Linked DNA regions of Zea mays: region 2 is linked to region 1. A link is a contact called in public Hi-C data. All regions are on one chromosome and are shown on one strand. Each heading gives the region's core, a stretch centred on a gene start, on an enhancer-like site or on the middle of the called end of the contact. The rest is flanking DNA. Distances are from core to core; before and after follow the strand shown.

Evidence for each region. Hi-C and Micro-C count contacts between places; a contact is called where the count stands out from the background.
Region 2: a Hi-C map of bundle sheath shows a contact between it and region 1, with 3 times the contacts expected there. The contact joins the promoter of LOC100274638 here to the promoter of LOC100281593 in region 1. A contact is called at or near these places in 7 of 25 Hi-C or Micro-C datasets (bundle sheath, ear, endosperm and 2 more) and 1 of 3 datasets of contacts at active chromatin or transcription factors (leaf).

The regions. Positions count from the first base shown.
Region 1 is chr1:81,007,318-81,011,928 of Zm-B73-REFERENCE-NAM-5.0, reverse strand. It overlaps LOC100281593, which reads left to right and starts at 2,589. Exons shown (of 10, transcript NM_001154512.2): 1 at 2,589-2,989; 2 at 3,066-3,125; 3 at 3,679-3,750; 4 at 3,845-4,053; 5 at 4,123-4,283; 6 at 4,376-4,434; 7 at 4,543-4,589. The coding sequence starts at 2,813. It overlaps LOC103637127 (shaggy-related protein kinase alpha-like), which reads left to right. Exons shown (of 13, transcript NM_001347078.1): 13 at 1-69.
Region 2 is chr1:81,217,460-81,222,070 of Zm-B73-REFERENCE-NAM-5.0, reverse strand. LOC100274638 reads left to right here and starts at 2,577. Exons shown (of 1, transcript NM_001371644.1): 1 at 2,577-3,258. The coding sequence starts at 2,643. The coding sequence ends at 3,032.

The DNA of each region.
Region 1 (4,611 bases), core at 1,340-3,839:
TGTATCGATGACATAGGCTGGCTGCTGTATCATCATCAGGGTTGACGCTGAACAAGAGAAATTCAAGCAGGGTGCTGCTAGCTCGCTTCCTCCCGTAGCTGGAAACCCCAGAATGCCAGTTTCCATCACTGCACGTCGTCGCGCTGTCCACTGGTGTCCCGTAAGCATATAGAGCTCTGCCGGCTCCGCTATTGGCTTGCGTGTGTCTATCGATAATGACTTCTACGGACGCTACCAAAAAATAAAAATAAAAAAACAAGCGGATGGCTACACGTCCATAAACTGACAAGAAGACGGTACAAAAAACGAGCGGTTGGCTTGCGATGTGCGTTAATAGATTGTTTCCTTCCGTCTCCTGAAGATATGTGAATCTCCCCTCTCCCTGATTAACTTGAAGCAAGTTGCCGACAGTTGATTTCGCGGCCACCACGGAGCAAGTGACGCGAGGGGAAATAAAAGCTTGACTATCCACTTGATTCTGCGGTCACGGATCTGAGACTTTCGGCGCACCGAACCTCACCAACAGCAGCCGAGAAGGTGGGACTGGGACTGGGAGGACGTACGTACCTATCGGCGTGATGCAAGGGATCACTCACTCACTCACTCGGCTCCTAAACAAAAACGCGACGGAGCGCCTACTCGCGAACCACCACCACCGACGACGACTTGTTTAACACATGTACTGCTACCTGCTGCTGTTTTAGACCTAGAGAACGGCGGGGGGCTAGATTTTTTGACTGATCTTTCCTTTGGACCCAAGCGCTCGTCAGGCAAGGCAGCCAGCAGGTGGCGGTCTGTGTGTGCGAGCGTGACGAAACATGCCCGGCCTCAGCCAAAAAGTTGTCTTTGGCCCTGTATTCTTGCCCGTTGGACGGACCCATCTCCGGCCTGCGGCGGAGAGGACAGACAGACAGACCCGCCGTCCGTGGCAACCAACCAAACCTGTGACTCGCAAACACGCCACGCAGACCCCACCCGGCACCCGCCTACCGCACCCAACCAATCACCCCAGTGCCCAGTTTGCTTTCTCCCCGCAAACACGCAGCAACACGGCCGGCCTCGTCCAGTCGTCGACGAAGCCTGAAAGTGCCTGAAAGTATTTTTTTTTTAACATGAATCAATAACTTTCACAATCCAGTATCTTAGAAAAAAGCTAAGGCATTGGTGCCACCACTTACTCCTTGTTCGGTTATTACAGTTTCATATAGATTGAAGTATATTGAAAAATACGTTGTGATGTATATTTTAACCTGCTATGAATTTTGAACCGACTCAACACCACCAAATTCACATGGATTAACGTTGAAACTGACAAGTCCTTAGTTATCTCAACCAAGAATCGGAAGAAGGACATGCGTGGCGGAGGTGGTGCAAGCCGGCGCGACTCTCGATCCGGCGAGGATCCATGGCCCCGTGAAGTCTCTATCAGGGGAGCCAGGAGCGGAACACGGAATCCAGGCTGCAGGGACCGCCTAGGGTTTTTGGAGCGGGTCAGGATTAGATAGACGCGAGGGCAACCGGATCGCGTGGCACGACGTGGTAGGACTTGGAGAGTGGAGGATTGCGGGTTGCTAGAAGCAAATTTGTGGAGTATTTTTTTTATAGTTGCGACTCCGAAACCATTGAACTATATAAACCTTTGCTTTATAATATTAATAGATAAATAGACTAGGCCTCCCGAGACCTACAAACGCGCACACGCCCGCACGCCCGCACGGGCACCGAGCGCAGAAAATACACTTCTACAGTCGTGGCGGAAAGAGATTAACCGGCGAGTCCAGACGATTTTTGGTTGTAATTTTGTAAACGACGAGCCCATAACGAACGAAAAGGACTTTTGTGGCTCGCCTTTTTCTATCAGCTCCGAGATAATAACACACCCACTTTCATCTACCACCGAAAAAAAGTAGAGATAAAGAAAGGTGTGTGAGCGTTGAGCACGCGAGTGCCATGATGCAAATCAGCTCAGCGTCACCAACTAAAGGGAGCGAGCGATCGTAACTAACTGTTCATTAAAAGTGTTCAAGGTTTGATCGATTACATATAACTAAAAACACAATATTTTTCCCCCACCAGATAGTTATATTATAAAAAATCTATCTCATAATAAATACAATAATACTTAGGTCCTGCTTGAATGATAATAGTTAGATGCTAAAATTAGTAGCTACTTTTAGCAAAATAGCTAGTAGTAGCTAGCTACTCCTCCCGTCCAAAAATACTAGTCTCTTGGTTTTTTATGTATATACTAGCTGCTTTGCTACGGTTGTTATGTACTAAATATAATTATTATTTATTTCTAAACACTGAGGTATGTGTGATTTGGTGGTTAACTCTAAATTTTTGAAAAAGAGGCATGTGTTCGAGTACTCACTTTACACTATTTTTTTTGCGTGGTGGTAGGTGGGCCCTCATCATGCTAGCTTCTTTTATTAACAGCCTAGATCCTAAGTTCACATGGTCACAGTCGCCAATGTCAGTACTAACTCGAGTGAGCCAGACAATAAACGAGTGTCAAATAAATAAATCCAAATCAAGAGAATACAAAGTGCGGCATATAAGGAAAAGAAAAAAAAGCTAATAAAGGCCTTCCATTTCCACTCCCCGTCGTGTCGCTTCCTCCCTCTTCCTCCGGAGCTGCGAAATTTTGAGACCCAGCCGGGAAAGCGGAGGCGGAGACTACCCACCCCACCACCAGCCCCCCGGAATTCGCGCAAATCACAGAAGCTCCCTAGCCGCCGGCGAGCACTCGTGCGCTCCCCTGGAAGCGGCGGAGGCGGCGGCGGAGCCCGCCTCTCTGCCGGCGCCGGCGATGGGCAACTCACTGGGGTGCTCGGCTTCCGGCGAGCGGCTCGTCTCGGCGGCGCGCGACGGGGACGCCATCGAGGCGCGGATGCTGCTGGAGCTCAGCCCCGCGCTCGCGCGCTACTCCACCTTCGGCGGCCTCAACACTCCGCTACACTTCGCCGCCGCCAAGGGCCATCTCGACGTACGCGCGAATCCTTCCGTGTTTTTCAGGGTTCCCCCGCTTCGATTTCGGGTCAGCAGTTGTTGTCTCCGTGTAGATTGTCACGATGCTGCTGGAGAAAGGCGCTGACGTTAACGCGCGCAACTACTGCGGCCAGGTAGTAGATCTTTCTGCGCTTTCTGGGTTCAAAAGTTCTCATCTGTGTGTTCCAGCTATCTTCTGCCAGTTCAAACCGAACAAATGCTAAGATCTATCGTGCACAAGTGTCCGATTTGTCAACTCATATGCCATGGAAATATATTGTGGCATCAAGATTCAGTTTTTATGTGGCTAATTATGTTGCTCTGCTCAGCGATGGCATAAGAAAACCTGAATCTGTTATGCATTTGTGCCTATGCCCCAGAGCTGAACCAAGATTTTTTCGTAGCTCATTTTGGCACTTCTGCGAAGGGCAGGCCTGGTACAGTCGTGAAAGTGTGAAACTGACCAGGTCTTGAGTTCTAAGCAGCCTCTCCGCATTTGTGGGGAAGGCCTATCTCGGTTTATCTCTTCTACAGACCCCACTTATGTTGGAGCCTCTGACACTGGGCTTGCCTTCTTTCTGGCACTTCTGCATGGGGGATAGGAATTATATTTTTGTTCATTCTACAGTTTTTATCTGTATCAAATAGTCTGTTGATTGGTTGCAATTGTTTTGATGATGGATCAAGACTGCGCTGATGCATGCTTGTCGGCATGGGCACTGGGAGGTGGTGCAGATGCTTCTTCTATTTAGATGCAATGTAAGACGGCACGTAAGATAGTACCTTTTTCTGCTACATTTTTTAGTTAGGACAAGGTAAGTGCTAACTGTTGTTTGTTTTTTGGCTGATTCAGGTTACTAGGGCAGATTACTTGAGTGGTCGAACAGCACTGCATTTTGCTGCACATGATGGATTTGTTCGGTGTATTAGGCTTTTAGTTGCAGACTTTGTCCCGAGTGTGGCCTTGGAGGATATTGCTTCTTCTGTGGTGGATGGTGGTGATTGCCAGACAAACAGTGGGAGCAGTCCTAATTCATCGTCGGGGCAGAAGTTTAATGAATCGTATGTGTTGTCAATGAATCACATTTTATTATTTGAAACAATTATCTGTTAACTCCATGTTTGTTTCAGGGCCCGTGTGAGGTACATCAACAAACCTGCAGATGGTGGTGTTACAGCACTTCACATGGCAGCATTGAACGGTCACTTAGATTGCATGCAGTTGTTGATTGACTTGGGCGCTAATGTCTCAGCTGTCTCATTCCCCTATGGCACTACTGCAAATTTGATAGGCAAGTGTTGATTCTTAGCTCAGATGGAATGCATTGAGCAATGCTATTCTTGTTAGCTCAAATGAGATTTTAACAATGCACTGGTGGAACAGGAGCTGGCAGTACACCGTTGCATTATGCAGCAGGTGGGGGGAAACAAGAATGCTGTGAGGTAAGTCAATGTCATAAAGAATCATCACCTTTTGACAAGAATCCTGCTTCAGTTGTACCTATCAGAGGAATTTATTTATTCTGGTATGTGATGATGCTGTTCTTGCAGCTACTAATATCAAAAGGCGCTAGCAGGTTGACACTCAATTGCAATGGGTAAGTTTTTTTTGTTAATGAT
Region 2 (4,611 bases), core at 1,328-3,827, 210 kb before region 1:
TTTTAGATTTCGACCGTTACCGGTGTATTTTCCGCACCGAACTTTCGTTTCCGATGTTTCCGAAATACCGATATCGTTTTCGTTTCCGGAGTTACTGTTTCCGATTTCGTTTCCGATAAAAAATATGAAAACGGTAATGGTTTTAGTGTTTACCGACCGTTTCCGACCGTTTTCATCCCTACCCACGACCACGAGCGGCTGTCAATCCCTACTACTAGTCCACACCTCGCTTGGAGTCTCTCACCGCTCTCCGAGCCATGATGCTGCACGTACTGCATCCCCCGTGCCTGCAGAGAGAGCCCAGAGTCTCGCTTCCGTCGCAGTAGTACGAACCGGAGGTACGAGGTCGCTGTGGGTCCGTCCTCGGATTCCCTGACAGGACACACAACAGCCACAGCCAGCCTGGAGAGTGCGTACAGTAGTAGCTGATTAGGGAACGCGTATGCGCTTATCAAGGAGACGATGGTCCACTGATCGGCTTGCGTAACCGACCCATCCGTCCAGATAGAACCAGACCCCCACTACTGCAAGTTGAGCTGAGCGCGCGGATGCGGATAGCTGCGCCACGCCAGCCAGCGATAAGGCCATCCACGGCCTCACGCGCTGTGAGCTCGGCGCACGCAGTGGAGTAGAGTAATCACGGGTGGGAGTGGGACACAGCCGAACGATGAACGCACCACCCATCACGCCGGCCGTTTATAAGCTAGGGAGTGCATGGGCCGCGTGGAGGCAACGCAGCGGATCAGCAGCATCAGCCGGCGAAACCCACCACCCAACAGGATTATAGACCTGGCCGCAGATTCACCGGAAGATATTTGTTTTCCCTCCCTGCCACCTTGCAGCAAGTTGCCGTACACAATTAACATAGAGATCGTCGCCTGATCGACCAGTTCCATCCATCTGTCAGTCGTCAATTCGGGATCCGGCACGAACCAACGGCTGGAGGAGGAGGAAGAGGAGGACCCAGCGAGCCGCCCCGCCCCACAGGCCCCGATCAAGCGCGCGCAAAACGCCACAGGCGGGACCGGGACCGGGCAGGCACGTACGTACGTACGGTGAGCATGGACCGCCGGTGCTGATAAGCCTGTGCGGCCAGCCGTGAGCGAGCGGCGCCCCGCGCCCGCAATGATTGTGATAAGGGGCGCGGGGGACAGTGGGGGATTCGATCGCCACACCCGCATCTCATCTCATCGACCAACCCCAGCTGCGTCAGTCATGCGTGCGTGGCCTACAGCGACAGGAGTACGGGGCATGGGTTGGCGCGCCCTTCGCCAGCCTGCCCGCTCCTGTCGCTCGTGCCCCCCGCGCGGCCGTTCGGAACTCGGAGAGCCGGGAGAATGGGTTACCGTGTCGTGGCCCTGTGAAGCGGGCGCCGGTCGGTGGCTGCCATAAAATTCCGAGGGCATGCGGAAGGCGGGCGCGGGTCCTGTATGCTATGCTCTCGGCGGCGCTCTGGATTTTCGATGGAACCTTCGGTGAGGTGCCGATGCCGTAGACTGGTGGTCTGGTCTGGACTCTGGAGACACATTGACACTCACTCGTAGTAATACGGTAGATCGAGTTCTTCTTCTTCTTCAAGTCACGGCTTAGTCAGCCAGCCCTCGTTTCGCAGCTCGTACGGCGAACCTTCGTTTCCTGCTTTTGTCGCATGACATTGGTGGTGCCTGAACCAGGACGCGGTAGCAAGGATGCATCCTAGCCAGGAAGACTACTTGGTTATTCTGGTCTGCAACGCTCTGACAGCGATAGGCCTAGCAGTACTACGCTACCTCGTTTTTGCAGCAAGCATAGCCTAGCGAATTTAGGTCACCGTAAGTATAATCTGGTGTCCTTGTAACGTTTGGTTCAACAATCAGTATGCCAGCCCAGGTCTTGGATTGGGATGCACGTCTTGGTATCCACACATGATAAGTTTTTTTTTGGGACCCTCCGAGCTAGTGGGCTTGGGGGTACACAATTCCCATGGGCCTTTGCATAAGCGTGGCCACGTCATAGCCCGGGCCGCACCTGTGCCATCTATGGGCTTGAGTGTACCTCCTCATCAGGCCTGCGTGCTCTGATCACTGCCCAATATCTAGTCAACTAGTCAACGCATGGCGCGGCAAAGTGGACCGGTTCCCCCCCCGCGAATCCCCAACTGGATCGTTTGTGTGAAGGAGAGGAGAGGACACGATCTCGTTCGGGCGGCATCTTTCGTTCGAAAGAACCAAAAAGCTACGTACTTTAATTTGGCAGATCTTCGCGACAACCTACCATTTCATCGTTCATAAGTATAAGATACTGCTACTGCATACCGTAAGTACATTTTGAAATATGGTTCATAATCCTATTTATATATATACAAAAAATAAAAAAGCATGTCAATTCTAAAAAAAAAACTGCTGCTTCCATCAGTCCTGAGCAACCATCAAGAGTATCGGCCTGGCCTGGCCTGGCTTCCACCAGGTTCCAGCCTCGTTGCAACCTACGTACGGGCCTACACACATACCACCATATAAAAATGAAAAAACTTTGGCCTCTTCGCACCAGAGTCCAGACTCCAGACTCCAGAGGCTTGGTCAAAGACGACTTGAATCAGTTCTCTCCCGTTTCCTCCGCCTCGCCCTCGTATCTTCCTCCCCTCCTCGATCGCCGCTCCGGCCATGGCGAACGACGGGTCGCAGAGCGCGCGCGGCGGCGGCGGCGGCAGGAGGTGCTGCTGCGGCGCCCTCACGCGCGTGGACCTCCTGGTCTTCCTCCTCGCCGCGGCGCTCTGCTCCGCGTCCTACTGCCTCGGGGTATGGCACAACAGCCGCGGCGCCGCGGACAGCCGGGTCCTGGCGCCGAGCGCCGGCGCCAACACCTACTGCGGGGACGACGCCCGCGAGCCGCTCGACTTCGAGACGCGCCACGCCGCCGAGGACGCCGGGCTCTCCGCGCCTACTACTACGGCGGCGGCGGCGGGGACGACGAGCACCCGGCGGGCGTTGCGCGGCGCCGCGGACGGCGGCGTCCGCGTCCGGCTCACGGGCGCCGTCGCCGTCCGAGCGTAGGTCCGCGCCATGTGCACGTGGCCTCGGCGCGCGTCGCTCCGGACGTCGGAGTTGGAGCCCCCCCACCCCACGCCGTGTTCCCGGCTCCGGCGCTCGATCCCAATGAAGTTCCGGGGTCGTCTGTTGCATTTGGTGGGGCGCGAGTTTACCGTCTAGTCCTTCTTGGCTGTTTTTCAGAGTTTTCGATCATTCCAGGGGATTTATGTGAACATTTCCTTTTCCGTGATACTGATATGATAGGGGACTCCGAGTGCTGGAGTTTACTCCAGAGCATCTATCTGATGCCGATACCGATGCCGAAGAGGAGGACTGTCTTCGGAATTTTCTCTTTGGTTTGATGCGTGCGTGTTGGCAGTGGCACTTGGCAGCCGGTAGCTTTGCACTTTAGTGGGCGACCAAATCAAAAGGACAAGGGAGCTGCAGGCCGGCACGACGGAGCAAGCCATGTCGTCAGCCAAGAAGACTTTTTGAGAGCCGAGTTGACATTTATCTTGTGGCTTGTATGGCCAAAAAAGAGGAACGATTGGGAACTGAGCAGCTACGCCCTGTTTGCTAATTCCGGGCGAATTTATCAGGTGGTATGGTACCTGTTGGGCGCTTCATCTTATCTGCATACCTAGTAAGCAAACGATCCCCTTCTCTTCTCGATCGCCAACTGCACCTGACAGGCGATGGCGAAGTAGTAGCCGGGGATCGCCTCCCTCCCCCTGGTCCCTTCCTGCACGAGTGCATTCGAGATTTTCCTGTCGCTGCTACTGGCCAGTGGCCACAGACCGAGGCCGTTTCGGACCAGACGAGCCCAGACTTTAGACGTTTCGCTAAGAGCAAGTATAATCGCTAGCTGTAAGCCTGTAAACCACCTAAATTGATATGGAAGAGTGAGGGGGAAGAGAGCGAGTAGAAACAGGCCATGAACTAACAGTTATCTTATACGTTAAGAACAAAAAAAATTATGAGAGAGATAATTAGACTATATTGTTGAGCCCAAAAAGTGGCCTCGTGCACGGTCCAGCCTCTCTAGTCCGGACGGTCCGCGTATGCGCAGAGTCATTTAGAGTTTCGAGTTTCTCGCGGGATTTGTTGTCTAAAACCACGGGATTAGCTCGGGAAACAACTCGTAGCGGATCCAGACCTGCTCTTTATATAGATGAAGGGATACGACCGATTAAAACCCAACAATCGATCAAATCAAGTCTATTTCTCGTTTTACTTATGCATTAGGAGTAGTTCTAGTTTAGCTCTAGGTTAGCACTTCCCTACCCCAAATTCTTCGCTTATCTTCGGCTCTATGTCGATTAGAGGTGTCTAGGGTGGCCTGCCGACCCTAGACGAAGCCTAGGATCTCTCCTCACCGACGGGGTCCCTCCCAGGAGCGAGATTCAGGCGCCGCCGGCGAACTCCGTCGTCCCTGTGCACACACGGACCGTCCGGCCTCCAGGCGCGGACCGTCCAGCCCGTCAGGCAGGGAACCCGAGCCCTGCGCTAGGTCACGGACCGTCCGGCCCCTGGCCGCGGACCGTCCGCACCTGTACATAGAGCATCGCCGCAGGTTCTCAACGCAGTGATTGTTGCCCGGATC